Linked DNA regions of Mus musculus: all the other regions are linked to region 2. Evidence: chromatin contacts called from public Hi-C and HiChIP or PLAC-seq data. All regions are on one chromosome and are shown on one strand. Each heading gives the region's core, a stretch centred on a gene start, on an enhancer-like site or on the middle of the called end of the contact. The rest is flanking DNA. Distances are from core to core; before and after follow the strand shown. Region 1 has its middle 16 kb from the start of Gm1587. Region 2 holds the start of Dnajc15 (DnaJ heat shock protein family (Hsp40) member C15). Region 3 overlaps Epsti1 (epithelial stromal interaction 1 (breast)).

Region 1 (4,375 bases), core at 1,448-3,947, 59 kb before region 2:
ACCTCCTTAAGTACCTGCATAGGTACATACATAGAATTAAGATGAATGAGAATGACTCTTTAAAAGCTAAGTCAGAATGAACGTAACATACTCAGTACTCTCATTTTGTTTTCCCTTCTCATCTAAGCTCAGGATTTCCTGTTTCTCAGGAGTTTATATCCAAGAACCAACAGTGAGTACATTAGGCTAGATATGCCACCACTGCAAGGGGCTATGTAGTAACGCACGTTTCTCAGGGTTCAGCATTCCAGGACAGCAAATGTGTACCTCTGTCCCCTCTGCTACCATCTTGTCCTAAGAAGAAGCAGAAGTCATTCAATCCTCCCTCTCCACTTGGGTTTCCCAGGAGCACACACATCTGTATGGCAGCCAGATGCCCGAGTCCTTCTCACCAGCTCTGATTGGATGGATTCTTAGGGCTGGGGTGGAGCTCAGTGGTTCACTGTTCTTGCTCTGCGTGTATGAGAACATCAGGTTGGATCTCAGCACTGCTAGAAAGGAACCTTCAGTGGAAAGCCTCCTTCCCCTCTCTGGCTCCACAAGTTCTCAAACAACTCTCATTCATTCAATAGAACTTGAAACACACACACACACACACACACACACACACACTCACACACACACAGACACACATGCCTGCAGGAAAAAAAAGACTGCACAGTGTAAATTTTGATATTACCCACCACCTCCAAGAAGCCTAGAGGGCCCTTTGGCCAGTCTTGGGAAAAAGCAAGGCACATAGTGCTGAAGAGAATTAGGGCTCTGCTACTGAGTCTCTGCCAAGTGTTGGGCACATCTGACTGCATTTAATCATCACGAAAACTTACAAAGCGAGAAGGGATTCTTTGGTACCCTGAGTCTATGGATCACATTTCAGAATAATGTTTTTAAATGCATACCCAAAATAATAACAATTGCAAAGGAAACCAATTAGTTTAAAATACAATTTCATAAAATTAAAACGCTTCCCATGCCTCATTATTAATGCATTAAATATCAAGAGCTAGCAGTAAAATCAGAAGAACGGTGGTCTGAAGCACTTGAGTGCAGATGCTACTTAGAGACCTCCACAGCAACATTCAGGTAGCGTGCAAACAGCTGTTCTATGGCGACAAAGACACCAGGTGCTAACAAATGCTACTAACATTCAGAATCAACTGAGATGCTAAGATTCAGTAGTTAAGAGACAAGTAAAAAATAAAAATGATTTCCCCTTACACCAAACAATAGTTTGCTTTGTTTCCTCTGCAATGGCCCATTATCAAGGTAAATCACTCTGTCCCGAATTTACACATGAAGAAACTACTTCAGAGTGACTGAGCAAACCTTTCAAAGATCAGGTAGTTCTCTGCCCCTCCAGCTTGCTTCATTTCCACTGGCTGTGCTTAGCAGTTTTTAATGAGCATGCTGGAAACCGCTTGGAAGCCATCTTACAGTGTGTGAGCCTGGCTTTCAGCTAGAGTTTGTCTCAGTAGGTCTGCTTACTTGGGAGTATTTGGTATGAAATCCTGCATTTTGGACCAGCCCCCTGTGATCCTAATGCTACTGGGCCAGGGCCATACTCCATCCTCTGAGAGTGATGTAGGGAACCCGAGTGAAGAGAGCCGATCACTCTGGGGTTGGGGATGTGTCCTGACTAAAGCTGCCTGCGTAGTTCCATGTACAGGGTAGACTTTGTTCCAATCCTCTCCGAATATCTGTTCACCTTTGGGTATGATGTTGCTTTAGGCTCCCATCTCATTTTATTTTAGGCTGTTCTTGCTTGGGTAAAATATTGGAGAAGGGAAAGTCCCAGAGTGATTAATCTGATAGATCTTGGAGATCCCTCTGCCTGCCTTGTCCAAGACAGTTGAGGGCTCCCTCTCACTTTCCCCATCAATCTGAAGCCCAGCTACCTTGGGAGCCAAGCTGCCAAGGAGCCCATGCAGAGACGCTTGCCCTGGGCTCAAATCCAGTCTAATGCTGCTTAACCTAGGCTGGGCAGGGAAACAATAAAGCTTTGATTGATGCTTGTGCCTGGCCCCACCCCAGAAAGCTGGACAGTCCGCCTTGGCTTTGGGATTTTTAAACCAGATGGTTCTAAGAAACAGCCAAGAATCGCTTGTTCAGTGGAAGAGAATCAGCTGTGCTCATGGCTGTGGAGGGCCAGCCCCATGCCAGACTCTATTTGATGGTTCACATGTAGCACTTCCCCCATCCTCACAGAAATCCCGAGTTGAGGATCTTAGGTCTACTCTATACATAAGGAAGTTGAGCTCAGAGCATAAGTAACTCACCCAAAGTCACACAATAAGCAAGTATATGACTAGGAATTGAAATCCTTGTTAGTCTGTTTCCTGAGCCTAAATGAACAAACTTCTGTCCATCCCCAAAGAGAAATGACATAAAAGTGTATATATTTTTTAAACCCAGGATCTAGTTTTCCTTTTCATTCGGTGTTGATCATTTTGGAGCGATCAGGCACTTGAGAGCTGCTGCAAGCCTGGAAAGACATCAGGCCACACCCGCGGATGGCTTCAGAGCTAGTGTCTTCTTCCAGTTACCGCTCAGGTTTCTGTGACAGAGGTGACTCCTGTCTGTCTCAGCGGATGCCTGCTTGGCGTTCGAAAGGTAAGGTGACAGGTGACAAATGCTGTGCGAAGCAGGGAGGTCCTTGACTGTGCTCCTGCTGGAACAAATGACTACCTTGAGGAGGCTTAATAAATTACCAGCTTCCAATGTAAAGCGAGAGCGAGGCTCACAGGAACTGAGAGGTATCGGGGTGAGTGTGACACCGGCCTGGGAAACAACGGAGAGACTTTGGGGTTAGACTCTGCGAACAGAGCCCACTCTGCCTTTATTGATTGTGTGACTTGTGAAAGGGAGTTTGGCCCTTGAGCCCCACCTTGTATAAAATGAGGTTAAAAATAGCTACCAGTCTCATTAGGATAAAAGCGAGAAGAACATGAACAACGGTAGTCACATTAGGCACCCGGTGACTGACAGCCATGACTGTCTGCTTCCCCTGATTGTTATTAAGCGGCTCTTGGCATTCAGCTGGTGAGCGGGCATTCTCAGCTGGCCATTAGCACTGGAAAATGGTATTTTAGAAAAGATGACTGTTTCTTTGCGACGGTGTCGTCACTTCCGATCTGAAGATCGCCATCTTTGTCTCCAGGCATTTCCCAAGGCCCTGCATCTTTACATGTACTAAAGGGATCAATCGTTGCTTCCCTAAATATGAGATAGTTATGAAATGGATGTTGGAGTTACTCACTGATAACATTATTCTTTTAAAATTTACTTACTGTTGTTGTAAGATGTGAAGAGTATCTGCAATATAAAAGAAGCTGTACAGGGGCGTCTTAAAGAGTGGTAGAGAAAAAGAGTCGTTTTGGAAAAGCAACTGTGCACAGGTGGGAAGCCCATCTCCTTAATGTCTTAGACAATTGCCTAAGGTCCATGTCATTATGTCAGGGATCCATAAGTCAGCTGACAAAATTTCCTCAAGATCACTGTCAGCAGAGAGTGACCAGGGATTTACATAAGTCCAGAGACTCCGAAGAACACACTCCTCAGGACTGTCTACAGAAGAGCATCTCATTTAAACAGTTTAGGCTTTGTCTTGCCAAACTGCACCAGAGCTCCAGAGACGGATGACTCAAGGTCTTCAAGTCTTTAAGGTCAAGACTCCAGTGTGTTCTTTGAGAAAAGTGGCTGTCAGTCATATCTATTTTACAAAATGGGACACAAAATCCTCAGATAATCTTTATTGGGCCACAGGGGGCCTGCATGGGTTCAAGCCAGAGTCCTAGCACTGAGAGGGGGAAGTGGGTATGATATCCCATTTCTAGCCAAGAAGCTCTCTCTAATTGATAAGCTCTTGCAAAGGAAAAATTATTTTCTCCAATGGGGTCTCACTGGGTACACAGACCACACTTAAGGGTAAGCCCCATGCTCAGCAGTGGATGGCCACACAAAACAGACTCACTGGCGACCTACAGATTTTTTCCTTTTGTCTCATATTGCTTTGTTTGTTTTTTAATCTCCCCAGAGTTTTGGTTTCTGATTTGTATTTTTAGGGGCTTTGTTTATATGTATGTTTTTCTTGTGCTTTTTCATTGTTTTAGTCTGGTTTGTTTGCCTTTTTGTTTGTTTTATAAAAGAGAGAAAGAGAAAGTATGAAATTGTATGGGTGGGGATCTGGGAGAGGTCAGAGAGAAGAAACTGTGTACAAATTTTCAATTAAGTTAGACCTACAAACTTTCAGAAAGGGCCTGAACAAGAACATAAAGGCGGTACTCTCTGCACTCCCAACACACTTTGGCTGGGAGCTTAGTTTCCCAAGATGCATCATCATAAACATTAGCAGTATGAAGAGAAGACTAGATAACCC
Region 2 (4,719 bases), core at 405-2,904:
TTTCTTTCCTTCCCCCTCCCCCTTTTTTTTTTCTTCTTCTGAGACAGGGTTTCTCTGTGTAGTCTTGGCTGTCCTGGAATTGGCTCTGTCAACCAGGCTGATCCTTCTCAAGGCCAAGTTTTCCTTTCCTAACACCCTTTTGTCAGTTTCCCATTATTTTCAGTTACCTAAAGTCATTACTAATAATCTTGTCGTCTACCTCACTGTTTGATTTAGACCAGGTATTCTCAACACAGTCAACATCGATCCCTCAGGGACAATCTGAAAACGCTGTGAAGCCCTTTTGAGCTTCCACAGTAGTTTGCCTAAGAGGAAGAGTACTTTGTGGATGGTCGACTCCCGATTTCAAAAGTCCTATCATGTGCAAGGCTGGCCAACCAGGAATAAAAAACCATCCCTAACTCTCCAAGTGTTACAAGATGCCAGTGACATTAAATGGTGAATAACCAGTTTCTGGCCATCTTTGTTTTGTTAAGAACTTTCAACCATTTATACTTCTACTCTGTTTTAGTACAGGCTTAATTTTCCATAAGTGAACTTACCCTACAAAGTGAGGAGACATTTCTAACAATTTACCTCAGAGTGTTTGCTTTTTTGGGAAAAAAAAAATTTTTTTAAATAACAACAGGATGCCAATATCTGATAGGCCAGGAAGTAAGAAGGCTGAAGCAGGAGAATCGTAAGCTCCAGGCCAGCGTAGGAAATACAGTGAGTCCTTTTAAAAAATAAAATCCTGCCGGCTTGGCATTTGTAGCTGTCCCATGTACAACTGCTGCAATGCGAGGGCAATATGATCACTTCATTGCAGCCTGTAATATAATAAATAACGTGAAGGCATTTACAAATTCAAACAGCTACTTATTACTAAGAAGATATTTACTTCACCGTTACGTTTCAATTTGACTATTATATTGATTTTTAGAAACTTTAATTTCATGTCAGGATATCACAAGAAAGTTGGTTTTTTTTTTTGTTTTGTTTTGTTTTTGTTTTTGTTTCTGTTATAGAAAGGACAGTGGCGTGAACTGGTGAAGACTCCCACAATTTAGCATTCCTGAGGCTGGCTGTTAAAGAGACCTCCTAAGTTATGTCCTGAATTCTAGACTCTCCTACAGATGTGAACGAGCGGGGTGACTCGGTCAGTGGAGGTGATGGCTGACTTGAGTTCGATCTTCAGGAACCACAAGGTGGAAGGAAAGAAGCCGCCTCAATAAATCGCAAGCATTTTCTGCCCGGATCTAGGCTGAGTTGCTCCAGACTTGGGGGTGCTAGAGGTCCCAACTGTTCTCACGCAGCTTCGCGCCCTGGTTCTTAACTACTTTTCCCCAAGGGAGGCTCCTGGCTCCACCGGGCCCCCTCTGCCCAGGGGGAACCCATGGGTCTCTTCACTGGATAACCGTGGGCCTGTTCTGTGGTCCGTGACACTTTGAGGAGACAGCCAGGTACCACGCCGGGCACAGGCAGCCGGGCAAGGGGGTGGGAGTGGGAGGTCTTGGGGTTTAGGGGTGCAGGTCAGTGGCGGCCGGCAGACTCACCGCTGTGTGGTCGATGTCGGCGTCCGACCTTTGGGCAGAAGGAGGCAGGTATTCGGCGTAGCGCAGCCCCTCTCTGGAGGTCACGCCGCCACCGGTAGCCATGGCACTGCAGGACTCCGAGGACGCACTGAGTTGTCTACGGGGCGTCCGCGGGGACAAATTAGTGCGGACCGGTTAAGTTCGCGCTCTGAGTAGGTGTTCAGTTTTATTAGTGGAGACCTGGCTGCAGAGAATCTGGTTCTCATTCCATCTCCGATAAACTGACCCTGTCAAAGCCCGGGGTCAGACCCTTACAGAGCCTTGTTTGTTTGTTTGTGCCACCCTCCACTATAACAACCAAGCCTGAAGAGGCGGGGCCTTCTTAGGTCTACCTTGAGTTTCCTCTAAAACCAGGCAGGGAGAGATTCCAAAGTACCGCGATGGTGCCTGGGAATAGAAACAAGGCCAGGGAGGGCTTCCTTGCTTGACCTTCCCAACTAGAAATGAATGTGATTTCACATGTTAGTGAAATCACTGGGAAGATACTGATGATCCACTAACTTGCGCTCACAGCAAATGATTTTGACTAATTTGAATACATAAAGACTTAACTTCATTATTAATGTTTAGGTCAAGCTTTCTCGAACAGATATTAGGCAATAACTGAAGCTAATACGCTTTCTAACCCCTGTACCAAGTTGGCTGCTGTTTTACCCTTTATACACTTTGCAATCCAGCCTACAAGAAGGTTTTTTTTTGTTTTGGGGTTTGGTTTTTTTGTTTTGTTTTGTTTTTTTACATTAAAAGTTGTAAGAACCTAGCTGGGCGTGATGGCGCACGCCTTTAATCCCAGCACCCAGGAGGCAGAGGCAGGCAGATTTCTGAGTTCGAGGCCAGCCTGGTCTACAAAGTGAGTTCCAGGACAGCCAGAGCTATACAGAGAAACCCTATCTTGAAAAACAAAACAAAACAAACCATACAAACAAACAAACAAAAAACCAGTTGTAAGAACCTATTAATTTATCCATATATTATTATTCTCATGCTTAGGGCCTGAAGGAATTTAGAATCAGGAAGGAAAGATTACATTAAACACCATGCTAGTACCATATACTAAAAGCACGAGCAAGCATGCTAGATTAGCTACAAATGAAAGCAAAATCAGTGTCAGAGTTCACAGAGAGAAACGAGAACAGCCACAAAGGCTTCCTTGGAGGCTCAGCCACTGATGTGGTCAGTAGGGAGCATGGGGTTTGTTTTAGTTAGAAGAAGAAAGGGGTCACAAATTCCACATGGAAATAAACACCAAGAATTGAGCCGGTGATATGTAATAATGTGTTAAAAATACTTCAGAACTCTTCAGAAACACGGCTTTATTACATAAATTACTTTATTAAGCCAATCCACAATTATTCGTGATCAAACCAAATGAATTGGATTGAAGCCTACATATCATGCATTCATCATCCATGTGTTCAGTGTATTCAATTTATTGAGCATATGTCAGGTCTTGGGTACAGTGCTGGGGGACTGTGCCTTTAGCATCAAGTAAACAAATAAGGTCTCCGAGTCCTTGGAGTTACAGTCTAAGGGAGGCTAATGATGTATCCTAGCAGCTGGACCCTAACAGTCATAGGCTGCTAGCCTGGAGCAAACAAGCAATTAGAGCAAGACAGGAGTGAGCCAGCTCTTTTTAGAACAGTGCACCTGCTCAAGAGCTGGGAAAAAGCTTCCAAAGTGGAAGCCAGGAGAAAAAGGGGGCTGGGGTGGGAAACACAGCAGAAGAGAGGGCAGCATGGAGGGGAGTCAGCCTGCTGCATTTCAGGTCTATGGAGAGTACATTACTGGCTGCTTCTAGACTTTACTGAACTTCCTTCCACTGCTACTTCTACAGAAGTGGACAGTGTTAGAGGGAACTCTCATCTCCAGTGACTACTCTGCTCTCAACCTTTGGTTCTTTAGTAGGCTCAACCTTACCAGCAAGAAAGATAAAAACAAAAGCAGCAAAATCCTTTCCTCTCTGCTCAAGGATCTCTTCTGGGTTTCGCTCAACTCACTTTTCTGGCTTCCTTAAGAAAGAAGATAAATAGCTGGACGTGGTGGTGTACAACTTTGATCTCAGCACCCAGGAGACAGAGGCAGGAGGATCTCTGTGAGTTCCAGCCCAGGCTTGTATACAGAGAGAGTTCCAGGAGAACAAGGGCTAAACAAACAAACAAACAAACAAGAATAAAGATAAGCCTGGCAGTAATGGCACACGCCTTTAATCCCAGCACTTGGGAGGGAGGCAAAGGAAGGCAGATTTCAGAGTTCAAGGCCAGCCTATTCTACAGAGTGAGTTCCAGAACAGCCAGGGCCACACAGAGAAACCATGTCTCAAGAAAAGAAAAAAGAAAAAAAAAGAAAAAAAAGAAAAAGAAAAAAGAAAAAAAGAATAAAGATAAATATTGTTTTGTGAAAAATAAAAGAGAAGTAGAAGTATGTTAAATTTCTATTGGTTTTCTCTTAACTAATTGTATGTTCTCAAAGACAGATCATAGTACGTTCTATGGACCTTGTAAAACAAAAGCAGGATTGCTAATATATTTTGGAAACATCTCAGTCAAAAGTTTAACATTTTGTTAGGACTTTCAGAGAAAGAACACACATCTTAAACTCTCTGTGCCTGCTTCCTCATCAATAAGTTGATAACAGTATCAACTCCACTATATGCATTAAGTGAATCATCTTTGTAGCCATCTTAGAATGATGGCTATTATGGGTTGGATGGTAAGTGCCCTCCCAAAGGGCTTTGGTTCCAGTGAGTGGATCATGAAGGCACTAAACTAATCAGAGGATCAATCCACTGATGGACTCACAATTTGACACTATTGTTGGGAACTCAGAGGTAGGGTCTAGTTGGAGGAAGAGTGTCACTGGATTGGGCTGAGCTTATATCTTAGGTAGGGCTGTCTGGTTCCCTCTCTTGCTCCTTGGCTATGGGGAGGTGAGCAGCCCCTTCCAACACAAGCTTGCACTCGGTCTTCCTCACTGCAGACCTATAGTAATGGGTCTAGCCAACCATAAAAGAAGTCCCCAGCCGGGCGTGGTGGCGCACGCCTTTAATCCCAGCTCTTGGGAGGCAGAGGCAGGTGGATTTCTGAGTTCGAGGCCAGCCTGGTCTACAAAGTGAGTTCCAGGACAGCCAGGGCTACACAGAGAAACC
Region 3 (4,406 bases), core at 304-2,803, 55 kb after region 2:
GGATTCTGTGCTCTCCCTTCTTAGGGTATTGGTAAGGAATTCAGTAACCAATAAGGCCATAACGGCCCAGCCAGGAAAGTAGTTATCCGAAGAGACCACATGGACAAGAATCAATCAGGGTGGTCCGGTGAGTCAGTATAGCATATGACAGTGGTCTTCAGTGATTGTGGGGACTGCAGACATTTAGCCAACAGAACCCCAAGGTTCCAACATCTTACAGGCTTCGAGTTCAAGTTTCTAAGGGGAACTAAACCGGGAGATTAGGTTATATAGCAACAGAACTAAGTCTCCCAGGCGCCCCCTGCTGTCTGAATATTTGGACAATAAAGAATACCAAGACCCAAAGCAGGGTGCCAACGCACAGGGCAGAGCCTCCCTCCTCAGAGATAACAGCCAGCTTGAGAAATGTTAAAAATAAAGCAAATATAGGCATCACAATTCTTTGGGGATGTATATTTACCCGGATCTTATTGACATATGAATATTCTAGTTTTTGTACACATTTGTTATAGAAAACCTTTCGAAATAATTCATGAGGTTTTAAGAATGTCAGTGTTGGAGGGAAAACTATATTTCTTTGTGTTAGTAGGAGTTTAGCTGTTGTTCAAATTTGTACCTTCTGTGAGGACACTTAGGAGCTGCCAGGGGTGGGCCCTGCATGACTTGGGGGTCCGGGAGGGCTGGGAGGTATCAGCTTTTCATGGTCATTTTTTTCTGTCTCATTCCGGAAAACTCACTATCTGCTGTCTGCTGTGTGTTTTGATGCTGCAATGACCAGGTTTCTTTTCAAACAATCAACAACTTGCTATTTCTCTCCTGGTTAGTTGCTGAGCAAGAACTGGCAGACCTGGAGAGATGGAAGCAACAGAACAGGGCAAAACCAGTCTACTTGGTGCCACAACGGCTGGGTGAGTGGCAGATGGAAAGCCAGAGCGGGTAGGCAGGGTCACTGGCAGATCCTACTGAGACAGGCTGGGTCTGCTTTCCTTCACATGCGAAGGCTTGCTCTATGGTATTTCTGCCGGAGACGGAATTCATCTGATAGGAAACATTCAAATGTGCAGGTAGATTGCTGTCTCTGGTTTTATGTAAGGAGCAAATGCATCTGCCACAGTTGTGTGGGAATAAAGTGATGGCTTAATTGGCAAATAATTTAGAGCCTCTTAGATGATCAGCTCTGAAGAGAGCTTACCTGGGGCGCTGCATATGCCCAGTCACAGCACTTCCAGGATGCAAGGGAAAGCCACCACAGCATATCCATCCTGGCAGTTAGATGCTAATGTGACAAAACTGAACGGAGAGTCCATTGGGAACATAGAATGGGAGTAAGCTGGGGACCCAGCAGTGGGTATAAAGATGGATGTCTCCTGGGTTTTCATGCTAGGGCTGGGGGACATTTGAGTTGGCAGAGCAGGTGCTGCCAGGGTGATGGAATGTCTGGGTCTCCTGTGTGGGGTTTCAGGCCTTTAGAGGGGATACCCATACCCCCATCCCTCAGTGGGAGTCATTTACGTCCTATCTTGACTTCAGAGTCAGCTGCAGCTTAACACATAGAGGCTTGGCACAGTTCCAGTTACCACAAAGATGCCTTGGGTTAGAAGCCACATACCACCACAATAGTCTTAGAGATAAAGGTGGAGGGGGTGGGCAAGGGAAGAAACTAATTTGGAAATCTCTTAATGAATGAAAGATATAGAACTATATATGTAACTCCACACATTTCACCTTTAGCCAAATAAACTTGAGGAATTTGAGACTTGAGGAATATAGTCTAAACGTCCTCCTCCTCCTCCTCCTCCTCCTCCTCCTCTTCCTCCTCCTCCTCCTCCTCTTCTCCTCCTCCTCTTCTCCTCCTCCTCTTCTCTTCCTCCTCCTTCTTCTTTTTAAAAAATCTTTTATCATTTTTTTAAAGATTTATTTATTTTATGTATGTGAGTGCACTGTCCCTGTCTTCAGACACACCAGAAGAGGGCATTGGATCCCATTACAGATAGTTGTGAGCCACAATGTGGTTGCTGGGAATTGAATTCAGGATCTCTGAAAGAACAGTCAGTACTCTTAACCGCTGAGCCATCTCTAGCCCCCAAACCTCTTCTCTTTAATAGGTCCTCTCAAGTGTTTCACCTTCCACATGGTTTTGAGGTAAAGTAAGAGATTTTTTTTTTAAAGATTTATTTATTTATTATATGTAAGTACACTTCAGACACTCCAGAAGAGGGCATCAGATCTTGTTACAGATGGTTGTGAGCCACCATGTGGTTGCTGGGATTTGAACTCCGGACCTCTGGAAGAGCAGTCGGGTGCTCTTACCCACTGAGCCATCTCACCAGCCCAAAGTAAGAGATTTTTTTCCTCTTTGTGTTTTGAGACAGTTTCATCCCAGTGACTAGCGATCAGTCCTAGGTACTGGCCAGAATTGGTCACCTCCAGGATGACTTTAGATGTATATTCTTTCATGAGATCCTTGTTAGAACTGCAGTCAACAGCAGCAGTGTATCCCTTCTCTTCTGACTCAGGAAGACAAACCATCCATGAGACAGCCACTTTCTTTTCAGAGTGAAGGTCTCACTAGCCAGGCTAGCCTTTAACCCAATTCTGTGCCACCCCCAACCCTTCTGAGGACCCATCGGCCACAGACTTGTGGGAAACTTAGAGTTTTCTCTGAGCATGTAGTCACTGATAAATTGACTGTTCTCCAGGGGAAGACCACACAAACAAGAATGTTTGGGCAGCACAATTGGTCTTGAAGAATTTAAAAAATAAGCAGGATGCACAGTTGGGCAGGTAGGGAAGAGGGGATGGATCTGAGAGGAGTTGGGGGAAGGGAGATGAATATGATCAACACACTGTACAAAACGCTCAAAGAACTACTAAAAATATTGGGGGAAATGAGTGGGTAATAAAGATTACGTACATCTGCTGTGCCGAAAATCTGAAAGGTTCTTTCTTATGCAGGAGGAATGTTCCAGAATTCTTAGCCAAGACAGAATCGCTTAATGTCTAGTGTGGTCCTTCAGGCATGGTTTCAAGCTAGGTGAAGACTTTAATGTTTATGATGGAAAGCCCTAGTGTCTTTAAAGAACAAAGTTTCATCTTCCCACCCATCAGTTAGCTTTTAAAGTGACCACCACTCTTAGACAACTTTTGAAGATGACCGGCTATATTCCAATGTCCAGGTGTATAAAAAACTCAAGTCACACTGCTGGGTTCCCATGCAGTTAACTAGTTAACTAGTACTCAACAGCTGGCCTTGCAGCTTAATATTTCTGTTTTACCTTTGTGGCTTATTTACTTATTTATTTATTTATTATTTATTTTCACCAGGTGGAAGCCAGTCTGAGGCTGAAGTCAGACAGAAACAACAGCTGCAACAGATGCGTTCTAAATACCAGCAAAAGGTCAGAATCTATTTCTCCTAGTTTCATTTCGTCAACAAGTTTCGGCACCAACATTTCTGTGTGACCATGAAATAACACTGTGACTCAAAATATAAAGCCTGTAAATCAATTGCAAAATGTAATTCTCAAAATAAGAAAATTGCTAGACAGTGAGAAGTAGAGAGGAGAATATCTAGAATTCTTACCCTAGCCATGTGTGCTATGCATGACCTTTGATTAAAGGCAGTCAGACCTTCACATTAGTTACTATTAACTATAGTTTACTATTAGTTACTATTAGTTACATATTAACTATAGTTTAAGGTTACTATGTTTTCATTCCCAAAATAGTGATTGCAAGTAGTACAAAAATGATTTAAGATAACCAGTGTTTTTACAATAAGTCCTATGAGTTTTATAATAAAGAATAATTGTTTACCTCTTTTGTCCTGTGTGCATGGATAAACACACACACACACACACACACACACATACACACGTGCACACACACACACACACACACACACAGAGAGAGACAGAGAAAGAGAGAAAGTAAGCAAGATAGATAAAAGATAGATAGATAGATAGATAGATAGATAGATAGATAGATAGATACCCATGAAGGAACACTAAGATTTCTCAGACAGGAGGTGCAGCCTGGCCATTTTCTGAGATCTAAGTGGCTTAAAGTAACAACCTATAATCATGGTGAGGGATAACACAAACAATACTGTAATTTGCCTTTCATCATAATTTTGTGTTCCAGAAGTTCAGACTGAAAAATGGTAACTGTGTGTGTGTGGTTTTTTTTTTTTTTTCCTGTCCTCTGTAATCTCACTACAATTCAGCTCAAGAGGGATGAATCTATTCGAATCAGGAAGGAAGCTGAGGAAGCCAAGTTCCAAAAAATGAAAGCAATCCAGAGGGAGAAGGTAAGTGGGTGGTGGGGAGGTCGGCTGATGCTTACTGAGGGTCAGCTGTCAGGTTCCCCTCCAGACACAGTCCAGAGTACTACTCACTCAACCCTCG

What was found. Hi-C and Micro-C count contacts between places; a contact is called where the count stands out from the background. HiChIP or PLAC-seq counts read pairs in DNA pulled down with a chosen protein or histone mark.
Region 1: a Hi-C map of uterus shows a contact between it and region 2. The contact joins the enhancer-like site here to the promoter of Dnajc15 in region 2. A contact is called at or near these places in 2 of 39 promoter capture datasets (the C10 cell line and macrophages), 3 of 484 Hi-C or Micro-C datasets (cortical neurons, granulosa cells and uterus), 2 of 115 datasets of contacts at active chromatin or transcription factors (bone marrow-derived macrophages and microglia) and 1 of 9 other capture datasets (adipose tissue).
Region 3: a contact with region 2 is called in an H3K27ac HiChIP or PLAC-seq map of CD8 T cells, with 11 times the contacts expected there. The contact joins the enhancer-like site here to the promoter of Dnajc15 in region 2. A contact is called at or near these places in 1 of 39 promoter capture datasets (macrophages), 12 of 484 Hi-C or Micro-C datasets (B cells, the C10 cell line, CD8 T cells and 9 more), 2 of 115 datasets of contacts at active chromatin or transcription factors (CD8 T cells and the SCID.adh cell line) and 1 of 9 other capture datasets (macrophages).

Annotation. Positions count from the first base shown.
Region 1 is chr14:77,813,079-77,817,453 of GRCm38.p6, forward strand. No RefSeq gene overlaps it. Among named protein-coding and RNA genes, the nearest start is that of Gm1587, 16 kb to the left of the region's middle. Within about 2 kb of position 2,698, at least 9 of the 459 cell types and tissues checked have an H3K27ac peak or open chromatin away from gene starts, as enhancers often do. A contact at or near this core is called in uterus, where this site is marked.
Region 2 is chr14:77,873,263-77,877,981 of GRCm38.p6, forward strand. Dnajc15 (DnaJ heat shock protein family (Hsp40) member C15) reads right to left here and starts at 1,655. Exons shown (of 6, transcript NM_025384.3): 1 at 1,536-1,655. The coding sequence starts at 1,637.
Region 3 is chr14:77,927,923-77,932,328 of GRCm38.p6, forward strand. It overlaps Epsti1 (epithelial stromal interaction 1 (breast)), which reads left to right. Exons shown (of 12, transcript NM_029495.2): 3 at 825-908; 4 at 3,325-3,398; 5 at 4,226-4,309. Among named protein-coding and RNA genes, the nearest start is that of Epsti1, 26 kb to the left of the region's middle. Within about 2 kb of position 1,554, at least 9 of the 459 cell types and tissues checked have an H3K27ac peak or open chromatin away from gene starts, as enhancers often do. A contact at or near this core is called in B cells and CD8 T cells, where this site is marked.